Regions from separate parts of the Zea mays genome. Here region 2 is linked to region 1. Evidence: chromatin contacts called from public Hi-C data. All regions are on one chromosome and are shown on one strand. Each heading gives the region's core, a stretch centred on a gene start, on an enhancer-like site or on the middle of the called end of the contact. The rest is flanking DNA. Distances are from core to core; before and after follow the strand shown. Region 1 holds the start of LOC100284707 (elongation factor 1-alpha). Region 2 holds the start of LOC100279865 (Internal alternative NAD(P)H-ubiquinone oxidoreductase A1 mitochondrial).

Region 1 (6,127 bases), core at 2,554-5,053:
TTATATGTAGGACATGTACAATCTAGAGGCAACAGTTTTCCAAATACAATAGACAACTAAGAAATAGCCATGTAGAAACAGACTCTTCACAAAAGCTCGTCTCTTGTTTTTTTTCAATTAACCCTAGAAACCCTAAAAAACCCATATTAAATAGGGCATGTTCAACCATGAGATCCCGGTTCAGTTTTTCAAGTAAAAGAGACAGCTAAAACACTGTATGATACAATCCTAAGCCCCTAAATCATAAATGCAATTAAGAGATATTATGTATGGAGAATCGTGCACAGACGAGCTCTCTTATATTTTTTTCAATTAGACCATTAGAGACCCATTAGAAGATTCATATTAGATGGGGTTGTACATGTCTTGGAGCATCTCCAATAATTTGCTTTATAAAAGTGTCCCAAAAAATTAAAAATAAATATATTTCATAGAATTTATGACATCAACAAAAAATGGTAAACATGGAGGTCTAGGACCCACCCATGAGGGTCTGAACAGCATATGTGAGGTTCGGGGTCCCACCTACATGATTTCGGACCTGTGATAGTAGTTCCTGAGCATTTTCACGCTTGGGACATGTGGCAACAATAGACTTGTCCTCGAGCGAAGAGCGAGTCCCAAGGCCAGTAGTCATGTCAGATAGGTCCGAACCCGTCCGACTGCTTAGTTCCTTAGTACGCGGTCAGAAGTAACATGCTGATCTCTGCCTTGCCACAATAGGAGTGAGTACGCAGTTACGGGTACCGACACTGCTAATCTACTTCGTTCGTTTAAAACGGAAAATTTTGTGAAACGTTCGTTCATTTAGATCTAGATTAGGGGTAAGCCTGACCTATATTTTTAACATTTTTTTAAATGGGGAACCGTTAGAGCATTTTTTTATAGTTTGAGCTCTATAATTTAATTTGAGGCATGAAGATAAATTATTGTTGTAGATGCTCTCATTCTAGAGGGAGATAAGACATAAGTCATTGTTGGAGATGCTTCTATAATTTAATTTGACTGCTGGGCCGTTTATTAGCCAAAAGGCAAGCAATCATGACTGGGTAGACAAGCCTCATAGCATCATGGTCATCGATAATATTACTATAGAAGCAAAACCCAATATATATAGTGTGGTACGCAATCACGAACACAACAGTCCAAACCTACACAATGAACCCATGAAAATTATTCTTTTGTTAACTACTACTAGCACCACCCAACAAAATACTCCGACCAGCAAAGAAACCAGGAACCATGGATTACATGCAGAATCATCATCATTTCTTCTTGGCAGCCGCCTTGGTCACCTTGGCTCCCGTTGGGTCCTTCTTCTCCACGCTCTTTATCACGCCGACCGCAACCGTCTGCCTCATGTCGCGAACCGCGAAGCGCCCCAGTGGAGGATACTCGGAGAAAGTCTCCACCACCATGGGCTTCGTGGGGATCATCTTGACGAAGCCGGCGTCACCGTTCTTGAGGAACTTGGGGGCGCTCTCCAGCTCCTTGCCCGACCGCCGGTCAATCTTGGTGAGCAGCTCCGAGAACTTCACGGCGATGTGGGACGTGTGGCAGTCCAGCACCGGGGCGTAGCCGTTGCCGATCTGCCCCGGGTGGTTCATGATGATCACCTGCGCGGTGAAGCTGGCAGCCTCCTTGGCGGGGTCGTCCTTGGAGTTGGAGGCCACGTAGCCGCGCTTCAGGTCCTTGACCGCCACGTTCTTGACGTTGAAGCCGACGTTGTCGCCGGGCAGTGCCTCCTGCATCGTCTCGTGGTGCATCTCCACCGACTTGACCTCCGTCGTCAGGCCCGTGGGCGCAAAGGTGACCACCATGCCGGGCTTCAGGAGCCCAGTTTCCACGCGGCCCACCGGGACGGTGCCGATGCCGCCGATCTTGTACACGTCCTGCAGAGGAAGCCGCAGGGGCTTGTCCGAGGGCCGCTTGGGCTCGTTGATCTGGTCCAGCGCCTCAAGGAGGGTGGGGCCCTTGTACCAGTCCAGGTTCGTCGACCTCTCGATCATGTTGTCACCCTCGAACCCAGAGATGGGCACGAAGGGGATCTTGTCCGGGTTGTACCCCACCTTCTTCAGGTAGGAACCCACTTCCTTGACGATCTCGTCGTACCGAGCCTTGGAGTACTTGGGGGTAGTGGCATCCATCTGATTTAGCAATAGTTCGTTTAGTTTGCAGTATATACAGATAAAATTGCAGTATAATGCAGTACAGACAAACAGATAGTAGTCATTAGCTTTCATTGCGTACTGGAACATAGAGCATCAATCGAACTTTCAAAAGTACCTTGTTGCAGCAGCAGATCATCTGCCTCACACCAAGAGTGAAAGCAAGGAGCGCATGCTCACGGGTCTGGCCGTCCTTGGAGATACCAGCCTCGAAGCCACCAGTGGTGGAGTCAATGATGAGCACCGCACAATCAGCCTGGGAGGTGCCGGTGATCATGTTCTTGATGAAGTCACGGTGCCCAGGGGCATCAATCACGGTGCAGTAGTACTTGGTTGTCTCAAACTTCCACAGGGCAATGTCAATGGTGATGCCCCTCTCGCGCTCGGCCTTGAGCTTGTCAAGGACCCAGGCGTACTTGAAGGACCTCTTGTTCATCTCGGCAGCCTCCTTCTCAAACCTCTCGATGACACGCTTGTCAATGCCTCCAAGCTTGTAGATGAGGTGGCCGGTGGTTGTGGACTTGCCGGAGTCGACATGGCCAATGACCACAATGTTGATGTGAACCTTCTCCTTCCCCATGGCAACGGGAGCAGCTGACTAGAAAGCTGTATTCACAAAAAAAAGGATATATATAGCACGCAGTCAGGCAAAAGTTAAGATATACTACAATTAGCAGTTGAGAGGTTGGTATTTTTTTTAGAACAGTTGCGGCGATTCATTGACTAACATCAAATTAGAAACACATATGTACGTAAGCAGACTGGTAGATTAATTGTTCTTTTGTTTAGAATAGCAAAGACAACATAGTCAGTCATCAAGAAAACAGAGACCGTGCAGTCAGTGTTCACCCATCTGTAACTAGTAATTCATACCAATGAAAAGCAACCGAGCAAGACAAATCAGAGCATTCAACACAACTGCCGAATGAATACATAAAGATAGATGCAGCAGGAACAAATAATATAATATACTAATTAACCAAGCTATACAAGATGCCATGCTAATAAATATAAGTAGGCAAGCAAACATGATGTATCTAAACCAAGAATACACAGACAGATATTGCCTAGCAGGCTATGTGAGTGAGTCTGGCAGTGGAGCGAATTAAACAGGAGATGCCGAAACTAAATTGAAGCACCCAATAGGATTCGAACCTATATCAGAATTATATCAACTACAGTATACCACAAGGCCCGGTCCCACGGCCTCACCCGAGAGGATAGGAGATGAGACCCTCTGTTTTCACCGTTAGAAGATGGGAGCACCAATTTTAGTTGAATTTGAATTTAATCAGGTGGGCGATGCGATGATATATACTGTATAACTATTTGATTTGGTATATCTGCTTTATTATAAAAGTGGAAGAAAGAAAAACGATTGGTAGCTTAGCTAGGTGCGCGACATAAGAGCAACACTCCTAGTAATATATGCGTGAAGGACAAAAACTAGGGAACAATTTACAGAACTTGAAAGCCTAATAATGAATCGAGCATCAAACAATTCAGACAGAACTGAATAGTAACAACTGAATCAAAACCGTGAATTCAAGCACCCAGTGCCTTACCTCGACGGGGTAAGTCAACAGACAGAGCCGGGGGAGGGGAGAGGAGGCGGTCGAGGTGGGACTGAACGGTAAGGGAGGAATGGATGGCTCTGTTTATATAGCGCGCGCCTCAGCGCCGCACGGTCACCGGCCGGTCCGGCGGCTAGGGTTTGCGAGCGAGTACAGTCCTCGAGCTTTCGTAGCGCCTACGAACGCCCTGCCTTGACGGCTACCCTGCCCTAGGCCCACTCCACCACCGCTGCTTCACGCGCCGGTCACTCGTTCTCCGTGCCTTATCGTTTTCTTTTCTTTCGAAAAAACGGCGCTTCCTTTCCTTTTTCTCATATCAGAAGAACAAAAAAACATGTGATGAAGGATGGCGCACTTTGCTACGATGCTAGCGGGATTCTGCTTGTCAGAACCGATCTCTGTCTGGACTTTTCGGTTGTGGTTGAATGCATTAGAGATAATAGTTAGTATCTAAAATTAGTTAGAGACATCAAACATCCTAACTAATAGTTCAGCTATTAGTTATTTTTAGTAAATTAGCTAATAGTTAGCTAACTATTTGTTAGCTAGCTAATTCTACTAGTATATTTTTAGCTAATTAACTATTAGCTCTAGTGCATTTAAACACCCCCTAAAGCATGTTTCTACAATAAAGGTTTCTGTAGAAATCATTCAAATCAACATAAATACATAATCCACCAAATTGTTCCGATAAGAAGAATCCGTTGCTTCCTAAATATTAAGATCGTGTAGACTCCTTTGTCTTCCTCCACATACAAGATCCGTGATATCCAAATTCTTGTAATAGCTAGATTTATATATATATATATATATATATATATATATATATATATATATATATATGTGTGTGTGTCGTGTTCAGCGGGAATTGAAATTGTGTTTAGTTTAACTTCTAAAGTATGCTTGGTTTAGATGTAAACTGTGAGAAAGCTGATGTGTAATGTCTGCTGTAAGAAAATTGATGTGAGAAAAAAAAAAGTTAAAAGTCGTTTGATTTAAACCGATATGAGTTATCCACAGTAAACATATTGTATATTATTCATATGCATTTTGTTTAGCTATATATCTTAATCAATATATCTAACTAAATAATCGATTTTACATTTGTGTTATTGATATTTTTACAAATAAATCAATTTTACAATTGAATTTTAATATTCTATTAAAAATATTTTAGTTTATTCATTGTAACGACTTAATTATTTTTAACCATATTTGGTTTGCTCGGATAATCAGCAAACACAATGCCCAAGCTGCTTTTATATTTGTACCATAGAAAAAAATATTTTTTCAAAATAGCTGCAGAAAAATTAATTCAGCTTGTGCTTTTTAAAGTAGGAACAGGTGCAAAAAAAAGCTAAACCAAACTCACCTAAACATTATTCCTACTTTTAAGAAACATAACCCCAACAAAAAGGTGGAACCTCAAACTGATTATCTAGACAAAGCTCCTCTGCTTTCGCGTAGTCCAATCTTCTTTTTAGCACATTAGATCGTTTTTAGCTTTTAGTTTTCTATTTTTCGAAATGGCTAAAAATATAGAGATGTTTTATAATTATTTTAAAAAAGATAAAGATAGTTAGTGAGCACGCTTTATAGTTATTTCCGTCGAGCAAGTTTTAAGGGCTTTTCAGGAACAGTCCTAAGATAATATTGATATTTAAGGACACACGGTATTTTAGACAAAAAGTGTTTGTGAGATACTTATATACTTAGCGATATAAACATCTGTTCTATATATAGACTTGAACCCCTTGGCGGAGCTTTGGCTCTAGCTTTTATAGGATAGCTTTTATAGGATCCACAAAAAGGAACGGAGGGACACCTTCATGCGGAGACGAACCGACAAGGATGAACAGAAGGAGGAGCTCCGACAGAACCGACAAGGATGAACAGAAGGAGGAGCTCCGACGAGGACCAAGAGACCAGAGCACTACCAAGCCAAGACTTAGATGCAAGTGGAAGCTTTTCAGGTTAATTAAACACCAATTTTGCAGGAAAACAGTCCACTGTTTGTCAAGGGACAATCAACAACACACACAAGGTGAAAAAAAGAATAGGAGCTGCCCACAGCCCACTTGTCATTTTCTCACGCTAACACTAAAAGCGGCGGCCATGTGGGCTGTGGCCGTGAAAAGAAAACAATCTCTTGACGGAGATAAAGGATCTGTCCCTCTTGTGTTTTGGCTCATCGCTCATCCACTGGAGTGGGGTGTGACCGTGTGACTAATATTTACATATAGAGTCACATGGTTCTACTCGAGAAAATGGCAGGGCTAACGAAGCAAAGTCCTCGCAGGCGGTGGAGAACAGATAGAAGAATCGTCATCTCGGGGAGAAGATGGTGGCCAGCCCCTGGTCCACCGTCAGCTGGATGGGCGGGCC
Region 2 (6,309 bases), core at 1,927-4,426, 300 kb before region 1:
GTCTGCACTTCATGACTTCATCTGACCAATAGAGAGAGAGAGAGTATGGAAGCCAATAGAAATCTCTCAGCACGTGTTGAATTACAAACAAAAGAACAACAATGACAGGCAGTCTCTTGTTCCCGTGGTACTATCCAGAGGAACACCAGCTTAAGCTGCTAAACGTCGTCAGCCAATCCTGGTGTTGTCCCTGCCAAACACAAGCGTCGTTCCCCAGTTCACCGCCACGTAGAACCTGTTCCTCCAGCTCACCACCCGCGTCAGGTACGCTGACCGCCACATCAGCCAGCTGAGGAAGCCAGCCATCGACACCCCCTTGGCATCCTGCAAGTACGAGAACCGACTTGTCAAATCTCGGCACTAATCTCATGCCACATTTTGCGTTGCACTGGTGAGTCAGAGGGGAGATTGAAGGGCTCAGCGGCAGTGCCTTGTTCTCCCTGAGGTCGACGAGCGCCTTGTACCGGCCGACGGACGCCATGCTGCCGATGTGCTTGTACACGAACGGCTCCCCGAGGTCGGCCTTGCCGGCGCAGTGCGCCTTGCCGCCGTTCTGCGCCGCGATCCTCCCGAGCAGCCGCGCCAGGTACCGGCCCTCCCGCTCCGCGACCTGGGCCAACGCCGGGAGCACCGGCTTGCCGGTCCCCTCCAGGAAACCCGCGCAGTCGCCCAGCGCGAACACGTCCGGCGCCGTGGGCACGCGGAGCCACTCGTCCACGCCGACCCTCCCGCCTGGGGACTTGGGAAGGTGCAGGGACCTGACGAACTCCGACGGGCCGACGCCCGTGGACCAGACCAGCAGGCCGTAGGGCACGCGGGTGCCATCGCTCAGGGTGATCTCCGTGGCCTTCACCTCCTTCACAATGCCTCGCACCAGATTAACTCCATACTGCCAAAGATGCAGCACGAAAGATTAAGCCATGCGATCACATTAAAATTGATCTCCATTTGCGAGAATGTTGTACTTCAGTGTCCTCACAGAAAGAAGCCTGTGTTACCTTTGACAGGTGATTCGTCGCGTACTGCCGCAGTCCGATATCGAACGATGACAAGATTTCGTTTGCCTGGAAGAACGGTCATAAACGAAGCGATGAGCGGAGACTTCTTCACTGTTCAGTAAATCGAGTCGATGAGCTAGGGTGCTCCGAGTACGTATACGTACCTCGATGAGGGTGATCTTGACGTAGTCCTTGACGTGCGCGTACCTCTGGCGCACGTCGCGTGTGATGAAGTCGCTGAGCTCGCCGCTGAACTCGACGCCGGTGGGTCCTCCGCCGACCACCACGCAGTGCAGGAGCCGCTCCTTCTCTTCCGCAGACAAGCCTAGGGAGCACAATGCTTGGTTACAATCACAGTCGAGCTTTGCAATGCGTGCTAACTAAAAAAAGATCAATATATAATGCGCGTAGTAACTAATGGTTGACGTATTTGACCGCAAGAGAGGTGTGTAAGTGAACCGATGTTCTGTTGTTACCTGGATTCTCGGCCAGCATGAGATTAGCGAGCAGCTTCCTGCGGATCTCCTGCGCGTGGCTCACCTCGCGGAGGAAGATGGCATGCTCCTGGACACCCTTGATGTTGAAGGTGAGCGGCTCGGCGCCGCTCGCGATCACCAGCTTGTCGTAGGCGACCTTGAACCGGTACGGGTGGCAGGGCAGCTGTCCGTCGCTGGACGCGGCCTCGCAGTACACCTCGTGCGCCTTGGTGTCGACGCCGGTGCAGGAGGCGAGGAAGAAGTAGGAGCCGGGGCGGGTGGCGAGCGCCGACTGGATGCGGCTGACGGGCTCGACGACGGAGCGGAACTCGAGCGTGCCGACGCACGTGGACGCCAGCAGCGGCGTGAACACCATGTGGTTCCGGGGGGACACGCACACGACGTCGTAGGCGCGCGTGTCCACGTCCTTGAGCAGCCGGCACGCCGCCCACCCGGTGCCCAGCACCACGACGCGGGGCTTCTCCCCGGGCCGCGTCGGGCCGAGGCTCGGCATCTGGCGAGGCGGCGCCGCCACGGCCTCGGACTCCCTCGCCTCCGCGTCCGAGAGCTCTGCCACCACTGCCGCGGACGACGCCGGGTGAAGCCTCGCGGGCGTGGTCACGATGCCCCTGCTCGGCGGCTGGAGGAGGTGGCCGGCGGACCTTCCCGCGAGGCTGTGGAGCGACGACGCGTGCTGGCCCCGGGCGCGGGACAGCGCGGCAGCACTGCGCAGCGTGGAAGCCGCCGACGCGCCGTCGTAGAAGGTCCTCGACAGGGACAGCGACAGCGACAGCTGCGCTCCCCTCCCGATCCTAGACCACACCGCCGCCATCTGCGGGAGCAGCTGCTTCAACCTTCAAGCGTGCGAGGGAAGTCCAAGTGTCCAACCAAACGAACTGCATTCAGGAGTGTGTGCATAACTGATGACAAATCTGCACGAAAATATATATGTCTGTGTGTCTGTAGACAACGCAAGCACAGCAAAAAGGACATGACGACTGCGACTTGGCTTTGTTTCCATGCGCATTTTCCCTGGGAGAAGTTTCGGTGCTAAGAAAAAAATTGGGCATGTGGTTAGTACGCTGATATTGACCAGCCCAGGAATTTGGAACTGACGAACTGTGTGTGCATCTACGACTTGTACTCCAAGTAAAAGCAGTCTCAAATTGTTTCCCCAGAAAAATTTGCTTTGCCGGAGAGAAGAACAAAAGCCCGTAGGCAAATCAGAACCCGCGCATGTACCACGTCGTGCAGGAGGAATATATACGGATGAACTCATCCGTAGCCACGCGCCCACGCGCATGGAAAACAAGCGGAACATTACAACGTAACCAGGAAAAAAAAACCCGGCCGCGGTCGATGGCGCGTTGTGCCCGCCGCTGCCCGCCATGGAATTTCGTTCATGGTTCCACATCCCAGTTCCCTCTCAGCCCGCGCGTACAACCCAAGAGCCCCAGCTTTCGTGGATGGCCGTTCCAGAACGCACACAAACGCGGGTAAAGTTTTCGAAGGATTACCGTGCGAAGATGACAACGAAGGCGACGAGGGAGAGGGAGAATCATCGGACGACGTCACGGCCTGTCGACATCGATCGCCTCCAAGATTACCAACAGAGCATCGCCGCGACAAGGACAGAGGGTATATGTAAATAATATGGAAGGAAATGGGACAAGGGTTTCGGGAAAATCTGGAGATATTGAGCCACGGCCCGTGCTCGTGTTGCTGCCTCACTTTATTTTATTTCCTGACTTGCCGGAGGGGGATCTCGCGGTCGCGGCGGGGAGACCTCGACTTGCGTAGCAAGAAGAAGAAATCGACCGGGACCCCACAAGCCCTCTCGTCTGCCCGGGTCTCTATGCGCGGTAGCCGCTGCCCGCTGGAACCCCTCGCAATCTCCAGTACACTCCCTTATACACGTTCTTCTTGAAACATCTTAGAATAAATTTAACAATTTCTCCTCATAAATCCTTATATTCATACCTTCTATTCATATTTAAATATCTTCTTCTTCCTCCGCCTTCACTTTATCTCAACCATTCTCCCTATTAGGTCTTCATATACATTTTAACTAAGCTGTTTGGCTTTTAAACATGCGTTTTTGGAGTTCAAAAAAAATTACTGCAATGTCTGTAGAATCGTAATACATATTATTATTAGGTAATTAAACTTGAAAAAATATTAGTTTTACCGATAAAACACTGATGAACGAAAAGAGAAGATTAGAGCCCCTCTATAGAGGGGATTTTCTTTATCTCCTGCAAAAGAAAGGGGCCATGGGGAACGTTAGGCCTATTCGGCAACTGAATAGAGGGGGAGCAAATGGGGAGACGTTGGATGCAGCCTTAACTTGTCTGCGATGAACGCTATATATGCTCACCTACTTTAAATATAAAGAATTAATAATATATTCTAAAGTCTTCTCTAAATATAGAGATATGCTAGGCAACCAATTAGACCCTATGCCTTGATGTCCTCTTGTTTTATCAAATTTTGGTTTTATGTTCTTTACTGAAATGGCCATTTACATTAGGAGATGGCTGATAAGGTAGTGCATGTTGAGGTAGATGAGGTTGATGTTGTTGAGACACCTGTTGCTCCTGTTGCTAGGAAGCAAAGAGCTATGAGGTGGACATGTGTGACGTCCTCCTTTGTCCTAAGGCATATGTGCAAGTTGATATTCACTAGTGCTAGGACTGACAAAGGTTTCAAAGAGGTTCATCTAAACTAGATCGCTAAGTCTCTTCAAGAGTTTAGTGGCATGAGGTGGCTAGCGCACAAGTCTACAACCACCTGCGTAAGTGTAGGCAGAGGTAGATTACGGTGAGTAAGTTTAGAGAGATTAATGGGGTTTTATGAGATGAGGACAATTTCAAGATTACATTAGAGCAAGAGCACTATAGGGGTCATGTGAGGGTGTGTGTAGTCTTTACATGTCATTTTATGAGGTTCTACTTCCCTCTTCTCTATACTTTCTTTGCATGCATTCTAGGTACACCCTAAGAGCATCTCCAACAGTTCCTAAGATTTCTACTCTCAATATCTTTATATCGGACTCCTCTCAAAAGTCTAAAAGCCCAAAAAACATACACTACTCCAACAACTCCTTATACGTACCCAATACAGTCCATCTAGCTCATTGATCGTTTTGTTAACTGCTGCGCCGCTGGCCGCCGGGTACTGCATGGTACATTGAGGATTACAAGCTAGTACATTGTGCTCATGGTAGTGTACTACAACATCTCACGATAGCCGAGCCTTACATAGAGGAACACCTGGATGAGCTTCGTAAAGAAAATCAGAACCGCACAGAGGACTGGATCATGAGGGAGCACAAACATCGTTTCAACGAATGGTTAATGGACAAAAACATCTCATTCAGAGACTCTTTGGAAGAGAAAACAATGAAGAATTTGGCTTTCTGGGCCATCGTGTTTTGTGACATCATGGCAAGCATATGACATCAATGGGTACACATTCTACACTAAATCAAAAGACATGAAAAGTGTTGCACAAAATAGCGGTGTTCGTATCGATGCTTTTGACCTACATGGACAGAAGACCACATATTTTGGATTCATAGAGGAAATATGGGAACTTGATTATGGCCCAAGCATGAAAATACCTTATTGAGAGCACCTAGAGGGGGGTGAATAGGTGATCCTGTGAAACTTAAACTTATAGCCACAAAAACTTGTTAAGTGTTAGCACAATAATCGCCAAGTGGCTAGAGATGAGTCTCAACAAAACACAATACCACAAAAGATCAACACAGAGAAGACACAGTGGTTTATCCCGTGGTTCGACCAAGTACAACACTTGCCTACTCCACGTTGTGGCGTCCCAACGGACGAGAGTTGCACTCAACTCCTCTCAAGTGATCCAATGATCAACTTGAATACCACAGTGTTATGCTTTTCCTTTCAATATCCCGTTTGCGAGGAATCTCCACAACTTGGAGTCTCTCGCCCTTATACTTGAGATTCACAAAGAAATACGGAGTAAGGGAGGGAAGCAACCCACACAAATCCACAGCAAAATGCGCACACACACGGCCAAGAATCGAGCTCAAAAGACTATCTCAAAGTTCTCACTAGAACGGAGCTCGAATCACTAAGAATGACAAACGGATGCGCAAAGACTGAGTGTGGATGATCAAGAATGCTCTAAGGTTGCTTAGTGTTCTCCTCCATGCGCCTAGGGGTCCCTTTTATAGCCCCAAGGCAGCTAGGAGCCGTTGAGAGCAATTCTGGAAGGCTGATCTTGCCTTCTGTCATCGGGCGCACCGGACAGTCCGGTGCACACCGGACACTGTCCGGTGCCCGATCTCCTTCCTAAAATGGCGCAGCCGACCGTTGCACGCCAGAGAGCCGTTGGCGCACCGGACATGTCCGGTGCACACCGGACAGTCCGGTGCCCCCTTCTAGCCGTTGGCTCGGCCACGTGTCACGCGCAGATCGCGCGGCCGACCGTTGGCCCGGCCGACCGTTGGCTCACCGGACAGTCCGGTGTACACCGGACAGTCCGGTGTACACCGGACAGTCCGGTGAATTTTAGCCGTACGCCGTCGGCGAATTCCCGAGAGCGGCCTGTAACGCCCTGAATTTGGGGGTAGAATTTTTTTCTTCTTTTCTCTCACCAAATTCGGGCGTTACTCTCTTTTCTCTTTCCCCGTTTGCTCCTTCTTCCCAATTTCAAACCAGTATAACGGCATGTGTCCGTGTCATGTATAAACCAAAACCTAAGTGTCATGGGTGTTGCATCATGCCGAAGCACATTTCTTTGTCTGATGTTGAGTGTTCGTCTCGTTCCGTTCCAGATTTTGATTCGCGTTTTAA

What was found. Hi-C and Micro-C count contacts between places; a contact is called where the count stands out from the background.
Region 2: a Hi-C map of tassel shows a contact between it and region 1, with 2.7 times the contacts expected there. The contact joins the promoter of LOC100279865 here to the promoter of LOC100284707 in region 1. A contact is called at or near these places in 3 of 25 Hi-C or Micro-C datasets (ear, leaf and tassel).

The regions. Positions count from the first base shown.
Region 1 is chr7:166,652,300-166,658,426 of Zm-B73-REFERENCE-NAM-5.0, reverse strand. It overlaps LOC100284707 (elongation factor 1-alpha), which reads right to left and starts at 3,803. Exons shown (of 3, transcript NM_001323371.1): 1 at 3,734-3,803; 2 at 2,287-2,774; 3 at 1,064-2,147. The coding sequence starts at 2,748. The coding sequence ends at 1,266. LOC100383275 (Sphingosine kinase 1) reads right to left here. Exons shown (of 10, transcript NM_001361983.1): 10 at 5,709-6,127. The coding sequence ends at 6,068.
Region 2 is chr7:166,948,653-166,954,961 of Zm-B73-REFERENCE-NAM-5.0, reverse strand. It overlaps LOC100279865 (Internal alternative NAD(P)H-ubiquinone oxidoreductase A1 mitochondrial), which reads right to left and starts at 3,176. Exons shown (of 6, transcript NM_001367332.1): 1 at 2,992-3,176; 2 at 1,475-2,370; 3 at 1,163-1,323; 4 at 999-1,064; 5 at 431-889; 6 at 1-324. The coding sequence starts at 2,306. The coding sequence ends at 169.